2 separate regions of the Mus musculus genome follow, and region 2 is linked to region 1. A link is a contact called in public Hi-C data. All regions are on one chromosome and are shown on one strand. Each heading gives the region's core, a stretch centred on a gene start, on an enhancer-like site or on the middle of the called end of the contact. The rest is flanking DNA. Distances are from core to core; before and after follow the strand shown.

What was found. Hi-C and Micro-C count contacts between places; a contact is called where the count stands out from the background.
Region 2: a Hi-C map of cerebral cortex shows a contact between it and region 1, with 5 times the contacts expected there. The contact joins two enhancer-like sites. A contact is called at or near these places in 7 of 484 Hi-C or Micro-C datasets (cerebellar granule neurons, cerebellum, cerebral cortex and 3 more), 1 of 115 datasets of contacts at active chromatin or transcription factors (large pre-B cells) and 1 of 9 other capture datasets (embryonic stem cells).

What each region holds. Positions count from the first base shown.
Region 1 is chr13:36,014,106-36,021,221 of GRCm38.p6, forward strand. All of the region lies in intron 2 of Lyrm4 (LYR motif containing 4), which reads right to left. Among named protein-coding and RNA genes, the nearest start is that of Ppp1r3g, 50 kb to the left of the region's middle. Within about 2 kb of position 5,631, at least 43 of the 459 cell types and tissues checked have an H3K27ac peak or open chromatin away from gene starts, as enhancers often do. A contact at or near this core is called in cerebral cortex, where this site is marked.
Region 2 is chr13:37,423,025-37,430,097 of GRCm38.p6, forward strand. All of the region lies in intron 1 of Gm4035 (predicted gene 4035), which reads right to left. Among named protein-coding and RNA genes, the nearest start is that of Gm4035, 8.6 kb to the right of the region's middle. Within about 2 kb of position 2,122, at least 9 of the 459 cell types and tissues checked have an H3K27ac peak or open chromatin away from gene starts, as enhancers often do. A contact at or near this core is called in cerebral cortex, where this site is marked.

The DNA.
Region 1 (7,116 bases), core at 4,381-6,880:
GAGAAAATGCCAACATGTGATAGAAAGCAAGCCCATGCAAGATACGACCAGAGGCTTTAAGATGCAGATGAAGGACAAAAATGAAAAACAAAACAAACATAAGCAAACAACAGTTCCGATTTAAGAGTAAGGAGATTCTGGGGTAGCACATAGGAACACGTGCTAGCGGGGTCCGAGGAAAGCTGAAAGCTGGAGCACCCTTCCTTCGGACCTCCATGTCCTGCTCTCCACACTCATGCTAGGACTCTAAAATGGTATAGTCGCATGATGAAGTGGTATAATCAGATGAAGGTTCTCAAAAGAACAGCTCAATGCTGAATGTCTACTACAGTCCAGACATTGAAATTAGGCACTTTAATTGTGGACATTAATGTCTTTTTAAAATTTAACAAGAGAAGATAACTATTAACATTTGTATTATATATATGTATATCTACATATTCTTTTGCATTAGTTATTTTTCTGTTGCTGTGATGAAATACCATGACCCAAAGCAACTTAAGAGTTTATTTTGGCTTAGAGTTCTAGAAGGGAGTCCACAATGGTGAGGACGGCATGACAGCAGCTGGCCAGAGCAGGAATCTGACTGATTCACACTTTAACTGCACAGAAAACAGGAAGAGAAGAAGAAATGGGTGCAGTGGGTAGGGGATAATAAGCCCCAAAGTTGCTCACTCCCAGTGAGATATTCCAGCAAGTCTACCTCCTAAAAATAACATAACACCACCGTGTTCTAATTTAGAACCTATGGAAGATATTTCTCATTCAAACACCAGACCATTCACATACCAAGGGCACCTTGGCTGGCTCTGCTGGCTTCTAAGAACATGTCAGTGCAGGTGTCTCTTTAAGGTGCTGATTTCACTGATTCTGGGTCTGAAGCTACAGAGGCATAGCTCAGCCATGCAGTGAACTGGTTTCTAGTTGGTGGAGGAACTTCATATTCTTTCTATAGGCTGTCCTACTCACGTTTCTACAAGGCAATGCTTGGGAGATCTTTCTCTGCACCAGGGTCAGCATTTGTTTGTCTCCTTGGTAATAACAACTCTAATTGGGAATGAGGTAGTATCTTGCTGTGGTTTCCAACTGCAGTTTTCTCATGACTTCCCATGTTGAGCATTTTTTCATATACTTGTTGGCCAATTGTATATACATGGCAGGACACCATTAATCCATAAAAAGAATGATATTCTGTCCTACAACATGTGTGGGACTAGCGACCTGTGGAGACCAGCTAACTAAACCCAACTAGTCACAGACAGAAAAATACCATGTATTTCCATTTACATGTTCAGGCTAAGAGTTGATCTTGTGGGAGTAGAGAGTAGAACATGGCATGTATCAGAGTCGAAAGATGGTAGGAGTAGGTAGAGAGGGGCTGGGTAATGGTTATGGACATACACCTTGATAGGAGGACTGAGTTCTAGTGTTTTATCACACAGCAGAATCACCATAGTTTATAACAATGTATCTCAAAAATATGCAGGAGGCTGAATGTTCCTAACACAAAGCTTATTTTGATTGTTACACACCACGTACACATATCAAAGTATCACATGGTATCCTGCAAACATGCATCATTATTTATCAATTAAAACCAAAACCTCTCTGTTGGAGGGACAGGAAGACAAAGAGTTAAAGAGGCAGCTGTAGATGACGACAGCAGGTGACACAGAGAGTTAGCCAGATAGGCCTGCTATCCCAGCACACATGCCCTTCCCAGACACCACACTGCACTTTCACCTCATTTAATGGAGAAACAGAGTCAAAGTTCAAACCCTTTCCTCATCAAAAGTACAGGAAATGCACAGATTCTAAAATGCTGACCAAGACAAGGCAGGTCCTACCCATGACACAAGTCATGACAGGACAGGACAGGACACTGCATTTACAAAGACAACGGCTGGAGCAGAAGACTTAGGAGGATTAGGTAAAGGCATATCTTTGGCTGGTTTTAAGATTTTTGTATTGACTGACATTTTAATGATAATCCCAGTTAATAGTACACATTTTTTTTAAAGGCTTTGCTGACACTTGGTAGGATTTACAACATACTATCTGGATGACAAGAGGTTTGCACATATATCACAAATATCCCCAAAGCATGTAGGTGTTAGTAGGCTATATAGGGTTAGACCAACAAGGATGTGGGCTGCTGGCTTTAGAGATAAGAATGATTTCATGTTTTATAGATATTTATATTTTCTGGCTGGTAACCCCACACCCTGAGCCTCAAACTAGGTTCAGAGAAGCTAGGTCGCTTCTTGTGTACATAAAGGCTAGCTTCTCCTAGCTGGTTGCTCCTGGGATTCTAGTTCACTCACCTAAGGTCTGGTGAATGTAACATACAGTTCAGGCTGAGTAATGTGACAGATTCTCTGTGTGCCTTACCATAAGTAACAATGAAAGAGTGATACGGTACACTGAAGATGCAGACCCTTCTTGTACTACACTGGGTCCTGGCAGGAAAGCTTTCCTTGTGCTGCTTTTCACGTCACATAGAGCTAGCTCCCTACATTAAAAGCTCATCAGCATGCTGTAAAAATAGCCAGTTTTATATTCAATGTCATTTTGGTCTTCACAGGAAATCATATCCAGAGCCTCCATGTGTGATAGAAACTCTTTTGTTTATGATATGTTGGACTTTTAATCTTACATTTCACGTATGAAAGCCTACACTTTATAAAATTATGGGCACTTATACATGTGAGCAGATACAATGCCAGTGACACTGCGCTGCCTCCTGGGAATGCAGAGCGAGAGGCAGGAGGGTGACGTGGCTCAGGTCCCCATGGTTATGTATCTTCTGTTAAAAGGCGATCGCATGAACAGTAGCGTGCACAGCTGTCAGGGATGGAGTTTTGGTTTTCTCTGCCACTTCACTTGCCCCTTGACTTTGGGCGAATCATGTTCCTCGTCTGTAGAATGCCAGGTGATAGTTTCAAATGTCCCCGCTGACCACAAAAGCCACTCTAAGCATATAAAGTGCCATCAAGAAAACATCTCAAGTAGCCTAGGCAAGAGCCCCCAGGACAGGGTTTCTTCTTTTGCAGGCTCTCACACCCACAGTGACTAGCTGCACAACAGAACCTCATTCTGTGAAAGTGTTTACTGACAGGAGACATGAGAGGCCCCAGGATTTTACAGAGCAGGGAACTGAAATTTCAGAACAGCTAAGGATGGCCAAAATCTCTGCAGACTGGAGGAATTTTAGAGACCATGAAGGCATTAGAGGAGTTGGGGGCAGGGAGTGTCTTATAATTTGAGGTAAGGTTTTCCAAACTTTCCAGCCCTCCAACTGGAATTGCACACTGTACTACCACTGGGGCAAATGTTTAACTATAGACAGGATAATGACCAGAGCTCAGCCTTTCTTTCTTCCACACTGGAGATGGAACTCAAAGCCCTGAGCTTGACTGACAGGCATGTGACCTACCACTGTGCTCCACAGCCCACTCTCTTTTCCAATCACATTTATCTATTTTATGTGTGTGCATGTACATGTGTGCTATGAAGCATGCATAGAGGTCAAGAGACAATTTGCCCAAGTTGTCCCTTTCTGTTATCCTGTGAATTCCAGGCATCCATCTTAGGTTTTCAGGCTTGCTGGTAAGTGCCTTTACCATGAGTTTCATGGTGGGTCCCAGTCTTTCTCTTTTCAGGATGAAGAAGGTCAGACCAACAGAGCCTTGGACCTTGTCTGACTGCAAACTGGAGGGGGATTTGGAACAAAAGCTGGCCCACTGGCCCAACCAATCACCCACTGAAAATGGGTTTGAGGCCACCAAGGGCCTCTGGCATATTCTGTGAGGTTATCTGTGTGTGCAAGGAACCTACAGTAATGTGCAAAACAAACCTTGTCGGTGGTTGTTTCCAAGGACAGACTTGTGCCCTGAATGTCCCTCTTCCAGTGTGACTTAAATCTTCATGGAGACACTATTACTGTGCCTGGAAGGTTCTGTGACTCTGACCCTTACACCCCAACGACAGCAGAAGAAATATTGCACGGCACTAGAAGTAATGTGACTTCTGCCTGGCTCATTCTTAGAATTCTAGACCTGGGAAGCTGCCATGCTATGAGGAATCCCAGGCTACAGGGAGAGCTCCCACTTGTGGTCTGGCTGAAATCCCTGGCCTGGCCCCCAGCTGCCAGCCAGCACCAGTTGTCTGACAATTGAATAAGAGGACTTGGGGCTCAGCTTTTGGGTCCCTGATCATTGTATTTGTATTTCAGCCATGTTTGGATTTCTGACCTGGAGAAGTAGAGTATGGTATAAAATGAAGATTCTTACTGCAATCCACCATCAGACAGGTTGTTTATTATACAACAATAATGGGTATTCACGATCCTTGAGATAAGAGTCTACCTTACATTTGTTATTTTAACTTCTACTACTCTTCCATTCCACACTTTCTTCAACTGTTTATGGAGAAAATAAAAAGCCACGTTTAAACGTTTTCTCCTTTAAATTTGAAAAATAACATTCTTTGTATCAAAAGATAGTGTTACACCTCTTTGGGACTATAGCCACACCCAGATTTTAAGGGTATACTACACAATAGCAGTTCAGTCATCTTCTGTTTTACACAGTCTTTATTCACTATAGAGTCCCTAGGCATCTTGCCCTCCCCAGCCCCCATATCTCACAGTCTGCAGGTCAGTGCTATCTTCTACAGCACCCCCTGATCCTGTTCTGCATGGTTCACCATGGTCTACTCATTCTAGGTATTTCCTGCTCAGCATTTCATGGACCTCCAAGGAGCTGAGATGCCCCACGCATTGTTTCAGGGCAGAAAAGACCAGCATGTTCCCACTTCATGTTCACACTGACAGACTTCAAGAGACTCAAAAGACATCTGTTAGTGCACTAAGGCCTTCAGTGCCTACACTGAAGGGTCTAGAACTTACACTTCAAGCAGACTTTTGGGGGCTGGTTTAAGTAGGTTTTGCTGGTGATGTTCAGGATTCTGATCTCATTGATGTAATATATTGGTGGTAGTAGGCCAACATTATTGAAAGGCTGACTGTAACAACAGCAGGACCCATTTTAAAGATACTTTGAGCATAGCTTTGATCTTGAGATGCAGGCTGATGGGGCCTTGGTCTAGGCGGCTCAGAAAAGCACACAGTGAGAATCAAGCCAGAAAGGAGAAACTGCCTCTGTCATACTTCTAGAGTGCTATGGTGTCTGCAATCTTAAAAAACAAAAAACAAGGCAGTTGTCCATTTATTGGGGGAAATTTTTGCCTCAGAAAATCCTGATTTATGAAGAATTACTAAAGAATTCACCAACATAAAACAAACTTTTGGCCAGCAGATGGCAGTAAAGGACCTTGGAAGTGAGTCCAGCAGTGCGTTCTGAAATGCTGGCAGGTAGCTCTTAACAGCTATTGTATAAGTGATTTATGTATTTGGATTCTGCTCAATGTTATATATGCATTACTGAATAAAACATTCACAGTGTATTTTCTAGCAGCAGCTGAGCTCCAATTCCAAGGTTCTGAGGCCTAATTCCCAAGGCTCAAAGGAGCCCCTGACATCAAATTGCTTTTCTTCCCTGAAGAGCTGCTCCACACCCCAGAAAAAGAAATGCTTAGAGCAGGGAGAGAGATTTGATGTGACCGCATCCTCAGAGCAGCTTACCCACTGAGGGAGGACGTGCGAGGAAAGCAAATGCCTGTCAGGCATTTCCTTGAGGCATAGCCGGTTGTTTCCTTCTCAGCACACGTCACACCCTAGCCTTGGGAGAGGAAATGCCTGACTCAGTTTCCACAAGGAAAAGTGGTTATGTTTTGGAGACTCATGCCAAATAAACTACTTCATGATTTTCTCCATCTTTTCCAGAGAACCCCAGCTACCCACAGCCACAGGAGCTGGGAAATCGAATTGTTCCAAACAACAGAGTTAGAGCTATGTAAATGCAGGAGCAGGGATCTGCCTGGGCGCTGGTGTGTACCAGTCAGCCTGGTGCCTGGCATGATGTGATTGTGTGGTGGTCACAGTGCTAGTGCAGGCCACAAGGCCAATGCCGTGCCTCAGCTCCAGGGAAAGGCTCCCAGAGAAGGAAAATGTCTTATTTAGAACAACGAGAGGCAGAAAGTCAGGCTCTCTTTTCTGGCAGGGAGACAGCATCTATAATCAGGGCAGACCAGGTACATCCCTGTGGGAAACACCAACCTGCTATTTCAAACATGTGGCTAACTGATAGTTAAGCGCTTTTCATTTACATGACATTTCATTACACACACATACACACACACACACACAGAGGAAAGACAATGCAGTTATCGCTATCAGTGTTAAGAGCTCACATCTGACCATTTTCTGTAGGCCAGGTGAACGCCAACCATTCTTACTGCATCACTGCAGGTGGGTTGTACAGCTGTTCTACACAGTCGACCCCGTTAGCCTCATTTTGTAGAAGAGGAAGCTGAGGACTATGAAATGCCTTGATATTCCATGGCATATACCATGGATATACCAAGGAGTCAGAACTGAAACGGTGAGAACTAAGACCCAGAGTCTTCCTAATTCCTGCCAGTGCTCTTCATCACTGTGACAGGGAGGGTGATAGCCGTGGTATTTCTCAGTGACAGCGAACACTTTCTTGTCCACAGAGTTTTTAAAAAAAGCTTCATCTACAGGAAAAGCAATAGGTGGGGGAAGAAATCACAGGAGAGATTGCTGTGAAGGAGCAGAAAATTCATTTCATGCCAACATTCCTTATGCATACTAATAGGAAATGCTACAGAACACCAGAAACTCACCAATGCCTTTACTAAATATTATTTATTAATAATCATAAAAATAAATGAGACTAGCTATGGTCTCATTTATCCCCATGGCTTCATTACCAATGCTCTCATGGTATTGACTGCCTGACCCGAGCTCCCTCTTGACCTCTGACGTAATCAGCATGTACATGATCCCTACCCCCACCCTTTCCTTGGCCATCATCCCTTCCGCCAGCACTCAGAGCTCTGGCTGGTCCTCTACCTGGAAATTATGCCTCCATTATCAACTCTCTACAATTACATTTTCTTGGTACCGTAATCTCTCTAACATATACATTTTGTATTATCACTTCAGTGACTGAAATATTTTAATTCCCTCTT
Region 2 (7,073 bases), core at 872-3,371, 1.4 Mb after region 1:
AGACCACCGAGGAGCACTGCTACTCAACTGCTTGTTCATACAACCCAGGCCCACCTGCCCAGGGGTAGGAATGCCCACAGTGTCAGTAATTAAGAAAATGTCCCCACAGACTTGTTTACAGGCCAATCCTCTACGGTAGAAACATTTTCTTAATTGAGGCTCCCCCTTCCCAGATGACTCTAGCTTATGTCAAGCCAGCAAAGAAATCGACCAACACAACTGAGCCCTTGTCAGCTTGACACGCACATATATCACTGTTTTATCGAAGCGTGCTATGGCTAGCTTTGTTAAACCAAGGGTGGTAGCATGTTTCATAGTTACAGGCTGGAGCCCAGGAGCTCTCCAAAAAATATATATGAAAAATACATTTTCCCAAAAGATAAATTGAAGTTTTCCCCCAAAATGGAAATACCTAACGAGGCCAAAAGGATCTTGCGGATATTTTAATTCACCTTACTCCCTACAAATAAAGACACACCTTGAAGACGCGAAGAACCAAATGTAGCAACTGACAGTTTAACAATTACTTAACAGCCAGAAATAGCTGCTGAGAAGTGGCCAAGGTTCTTAGCCTCATTATATCATGGATGGCCTGTCGGCCTGTCAGCTGGGGCACTATGGCTCAGATGCAAACCAACTGGCTTTCCCAGTCAGCAAGGCCAGTGCCTCTGTCTACACTCCCCATCACTAGATCACGCAGGCAGAGCATTATGGGAGTTTAAAAAATAGAGTTATTTTCCCTCTACTCTACATGTATTTGTAGTTGTTAAGTTTGGAACTGAAAGGAACTTTCTACTGCTTTCAAATGTTATCTATGTAACTATTTTTCCTCACTAAAATAACTTTCCCTTAATATGTGCTACAGTTTGGTACATGTGTGTCCCTCAAGGACCAATGTGTTTTTATACAGTTCTTTTGTGTTCTTAATGCTATTGAGAGGTATGGTAGAGATTTTAAGAGGCAGAACCTAGCAGTGGGGGTCTTTAGGTCATTGGGGGAAGGGCTTGGGGGATCGTGAGCTCTAAGCTGCTGTCTCCCTTTTGCCTTTACAGCTGATGAATTTCAGTGGATTTACACTAGCATTTACTCCCACCACCATGCGCTCCTCGCCAAAGGCCCAAAGCAACTCAAACCATTCATCATGAACTAAAATGCCCAAATTGAGTCAAAAATAATCACCTTTTCCCCTTTATGATCTGGTTGTCTCTGGATGACAAGGAAGTGAGTTCTTTACTTCAGTATCTTGGTCTCTCTGATCTTCAGAAAAAAGAGTTATGTATCAATCCAGCCTCGCGGGCTTGAACACATGGTCTCCAGCCCGTAAAGGTTAAGGCGTGGGGCAGTCCTTGGAGGGAGGAGCTAGGTCACTGGTGGGTATGCCTTGAGCATTTGCTGCCCCTACTTTTTACCCTAGTTTTGCTTCCTGATCAACCATGATATGAACAAGCAGCCTCACGCGTCTGCAGCCGTCAGAGCCGTTCCAACCACTATATCTTCCCTGTACCAGGCTGAAGAACAAAACCTGGGCTTTCCCAGTTGTCATGGCGAGATGCTAAGGCCCCTGCAGCATTCTATGGGGGACCCGTTGATAGGAGAGCAAGGCTTGTTCCATGAACCTGAGCGTGAAGGTCACACAAAAAAGAGAGGGGATAAGCCAAACGTGAGCATGGGCGTCTTGTTGCTCCCAAGACACGGGTGATGAACCTTGGCCTTCAAGGAGATTCAAGACCTTAAACGGCAGCCTGGGGAAGAGGTTGCGAAAGGGCAGACTAGGAAAGAATCACTGTCACAATGGCAATAGGGTCCTAGCGATAGCAAAGGTAGAAATTGGAAAGAGTGCCTGAAGACATTCCATGACACACACAGGCCTGGGACTCTTAAAAGGTCACTTGTTCAAGCATCTTCTTAGCAACCACAGACCACAAGCACATCAGATCTCACCATACCTGGTGAACAGGATCCCCAGCAGAATGGGGACCCCACTTTCCCCCATCCGCTCCCCCAGCTCCTCTTTCTCTCCCCTACTGCCATCTGGAAGTCCACTTGAAACACCCACACTGTCCCCATGGCGCTGCGCTTCCCTCCGCTCAAAGACAGACGGACTCCTGTTACAGAGTCCCTCCTCCCCCTCCTGACATTAAGCCTCCTATCCTAGGATTTGTGCCACTCTGAGCCAAAGCACACCCCCAGGTCCTATGGCCTATCCAGGTATCGTGCTCCAAATCTAATCCATGGGGTGGAAAAGGAAACCACAAATTTGGAATAATGTACCAAGTATTTGATTTTAAGGATATGACAAGAATGGAAAATTTTGGAGAGCATTGTAGATACTATTTATAACGAGCATTTGTTAGCAACAAAGTATCATCGTTCCCTAGACTTTCTGTGCTAAGGAAACAAGGAAGGAAGGAAAAAGAAAAGAAAGGAGATAGGTAGCCTTGACTTTGTATGCCTTAGTCAATCTATGCGAAAGCTCAGACCAGAGATACCCAGTGGCAAGCCTTAGGGTGGAAGAGCATGAGAAGCAATAGAGCACCACGCCCAGGACAGAACAATGGGGTCCTGAAGGGACAAAGGAAGAGTTCTGGTTCTCATAGGCTTTCAGGGACGTGGAGGGGCAGAGCTCCATACTGTGTGACCTCTATGCTCAGTGGCACAGGTCACAAGGGACTGCCATAAACAAAGGCCTAATTTGAGGCTGCCTTGTGCTTGCCCAAGGTGATTTGGCTTAGCAAAAGCATGCTTGTGTGTCACACACAGTAGATCAACCCTAAAAGCCTTGAAAGACAAATGTGCAGAGATGAAAGAGTTCTGGGGATGCCCAGCAGTGACAGTCACACAACGCTGTGATTGTGTTAATACCAGAGAACACTGAAAAAGTTACAACGAAACATTTTTTGTCCTACATATTATATCTTTTTATTGATTATTTTATTTATTTACATTTCAAATGTTATCCCCACCTCTTCCTGGTTTCCTCTCCAAAAAAAACTCTTATCCCATCCTCCCCTTGCCCTCCTTGTTTATATGAGGATGCTCCCCCACCCATCCACCCACCCACTCCTGCCTCACTGCCCTAGAGCATTCCTCTATGCTGAGGCAGCAAGCCTCCACAGGACCAAGAGCCTCCCCTCCCATTGATGTCTGACAAGGCCACCCTCTGTTACCTATGCGGCTGGAGGCATGGGTCCCTCCATGTGTACTCTTTGGTTGGAGGTTTAGTCCCTGGGAGCTCTGGAGGTCTGGTTGGTTGATAGTGTGGTTCTTCCTATGTGGTTGCAAACCCGTTCAGCTCCTTCAGTCCTCCCCCTAACTCCTCCATTGAGGTCCTGGTGCTCAGTCTGATCTTAATGTAAAATATTATAGCTAAAATGTTTGCATTAATTTTCTTAAGTAAAATCAAGTTTGATCTGCATTTATTTTCCTTGGAGGCCAAGAAATGGAAATGGGCCCCTTTCACTTGGCATGACTTTCCCGATTCTCATCCATTTCTTTTTTAACAAAGTGTCTGCTATTGTATCAGTCTCCAATGTTTTTGATCCTGAAATGTTGACAGACATTGACGCTATAATAATAAAAGTAATTGTGCAAACAGGTTCTCTAAATTTTTCTCAGAACGATTTATTCTTTACAAGAGTAACGGTCCCTTTAACTGAGGCTGGGCACAGACATAAGGCTCTCGATGGAACAGGCAGGTGGGTAGGTATCCTTTACTGGAGAAGTTGAGCTTTGGAATAGTGAGAAAGCCCCACCCCTTCTCTAGGTCTCCGACACAATGTAAACAAATGAATTGGTTCAAATGAAATACTCCAGGACCCGCGAACACTGGATGTGATAACACTGTAAAATACTTCCTACGTTGAGAGCGTCTGCCCTGAGTTCACCCCAGCTCTTAATTTCTTTTATTCCATCCTAAAATACTTGTCCCCAGTTTGCTTTTAAGGGCACTAGGCTAGGTGCTTTCTCTTAAGTTATAATGTAGAAGCCACCATTGCCCTGTGAAAAGAAAAACATCTCCACTTAAAAGCCTGTTCTAAAGGTAAGGTTGGAAGAGGTTAAATAAATTACCCATTAACTAAGACGGAAGCTAGAATCTGGTGGCTGCAGAAGGTATACTCCTAACAGAGTCATGGTTTTGAGAAAGCATGGAGACTAGGTAAGCCTGTGTTGAAGGAGGTGTCTCCACTCTGGCGCTCTTGGTATAGCCCTGAAAGTAGCAGCTAACTCACTTCTTGTGTGTTTGTTTGGGAGGCAGTGTGTCCCGGATGGCTAGGCTGGCTTACCTGTCAGTCCTCTGCTGACTTACAGTATAACTGTACTGACTGATTTTGTGTCAACTTGACCCAAGCTGGAGTTATCACAGAGAAAGGAGCCTTCCTTGAGGAAATGCCTCCATGAGATCCACCTGTAAGGCATTTTCTCAATTAGTGATCAAAGAGGGAGGGCCCCTTGTGGGTGGTGCCATCCCTGGGCTGGTACTCTTGGGTTCTATAAGAGAGCAGGCTGAGCAAGCCAGGGGAAGCAAGCCAATAAGAAACATCCCTCCATAGCCTCTGCATCAGCTCCTGCTTCCTGACCTGCTTGAGTTCCAGTCCTGACTTCCTTTGGTGATAAACAGCAGCATGGAAGTGTAAGCTGAATAAACCCTTTCCTCCCCAACTTGCTTCTTGGTCATGATGTGTGTGCAGGAATAGAAACCCTGACTAAGACAATAACTAAGCACTCAGATCCTCAGAGCTACTTCATTAAGCTTCTTTCATGATCTGTTCATTATGAGCCAGGTATACAATGAGAAGAGGCCAGGGACACGCCCTGCTGGATGTGTCACTTGAAGGATGACACCTGAGGGTCGAAAGCCTGCAACCATTTTTTCACAATGTGCTGTCCTACCTACTGGGTGTAGGGATGGGAGGTCAGGAGTTATATTTACATAGCCTCTCTCAGTCCTTGCCGGTCTGTACGGCTCTGGGTGCTTGTTCTTTGGCCCAAGCTTTGGAGCAGGACCCTTCATCTTACCACAGATTTGGCTCCATGACAGATTCTCTGTTTTTCCATGTGAGCATTTATGCCATGGGAAAAACAAGAGCAACTTGAAAGTGTCAAGAAGATTCTCACGGGGTCTGGAGCAATGGCTCAGTGGTTAAGAGCACTGGCTGCTCTTTTGAAGGTCCTGAGTTCAAATCCCAGCATCCACATGGTGGCTCACAACCATCTGTAATGAGATCTGATGCCCTCTTCTGCTGTGTCTGAAGACAGTATCTAAGTATTATGTGTACTTACATATAATAATAAATAAGTCTTAAAAAAAAAAAAAGGACTGGCTACTCTTCCAGAGGTCCTGAGTTCAATTTCCAACAACCACATGGAGGTATACATGTAGATAAAGCACACATATACATTAAATGAATGAATAAATAAATAAGACTTCTACATACTAATAATAAGTAAGATTTTTTAAAAAGACTCAGTCTCATGGCTGGCAAGATGGCTCATGGGGTTAAGGAACTTGTTGCCAAGCCTGACATATAATCACTGTCACGCATGCACACACACATACACACATACACACACACACACACACACACACACACAAGTAAACAATGCACTTTATTAAAATGCAGGCTCATTCTTTATCCTGCTATAGCATGCCACCATGATGACTCACCCCACACGGGCATAAATCCTCTCCTACCCCAGTGTCAAGCACTAAATATGAGCAGCATGGTCCATGCCCTGCAAGATCCTACATCCTTTTTAGCTGACTGCATTGCTGTGCTAGGAATCTAACAATAGTCTCTCCAGGGATTTGAAGGCTCTGTCAATTGCCATAACACAAATACTTCCACGGTGCTCAATCCTGAACTACTATTCACCAAGCTCCTGAAGTTCCAACACTCTTATGCCAAGAGCTGATGGAAACCGGAGACAACTGTCCATTCTCGGTCCTCTGTAGCACAGAGGCAGAAAACCCGCAACCATATTCCTCCCAGCAAGCATCCCTGCCTATCTTCACAGTGTCCTTGTCTCCTAATGGGAATGCACTGCATCTCTCCCCTTCTACTCAGAACAGCAAGCTGCATGGTCTAGATGAACAGCTTTGCATTAAGGCACAGACTGCAAGTTATGCAAGGTACTGAGCCTGATGTTTGGACTGGGATTGTGTTTTGGTGTGTGTGTGTGTGTGTGTGTGTGTGTGTGTGTGTGTGTGTGTGTGTGCTCTTTTGAGTAGGGGGTCTTCTTAAGTAGCCCAAGTTTGCCACGTAGCTTCTGTTGTTTCTATGGAGTCCATTCAGTTTTTTAAATTATTACTATAGTGTTTTATTCCTAAAACCCCCAGTTGGTTCCTTTTTCCCCTCAGTATCTCCTATTTGCTGAAACTATCTTTTCCTTCATTTTAGGGATGTTTGCCCTTACTGCTTAGAGCTTTTTGCTAACCACAGCTCTAAACTTTGTTAGATAATTCTGACCCTGGCACATCTCTGCTTTAGTGCTTCTTCCAGTTCTCCCCCAACCAGGAAAGTTGTGTATTAACAAAAGTCTGGATATTAAATATTTTGGATGCTATGCCTGGAGCCTCTAGATACTATTTAAACCTTTTGGCAAACTGTTTTGTTCATCGGACCAGGTTGGATCTAAGCTCAAAGCTCTGGCCCGCCTTCCACGGATATGACCTCAGTGTCAATACATTTATTAGAGGTCTCAATGAAAGCTTAGTTGCCAAAGTGTCTACATGTGCCCCCAGTCACCCAGCAGGGAGTGTGGGTCTCGGACTGTGTCCTAGCCCACAGTTTGCTTCTCAGAGTCTACAGCAGTCTGCGTAGAGTCAGCTCTAGGCACCAGGAACTGAAGAGTTGGTACCCAGCTTTTTTAGCCTGCTTCCCTCTTCCCAGCCACAGTGGGATTTCCCTGGGGTTCACCCTTTCCAGTCTCCAGATGGAAACATGGGACCACGATTACCTCATTATTTCAGCACATGTTTGCATGCAAGCACACACCTGAGGCCAAATGACGTAAGTATCTTTTACAGCCATGAGGATTTCTCCTGTTCTCTGGAGACCACAGCTCCTCCAATC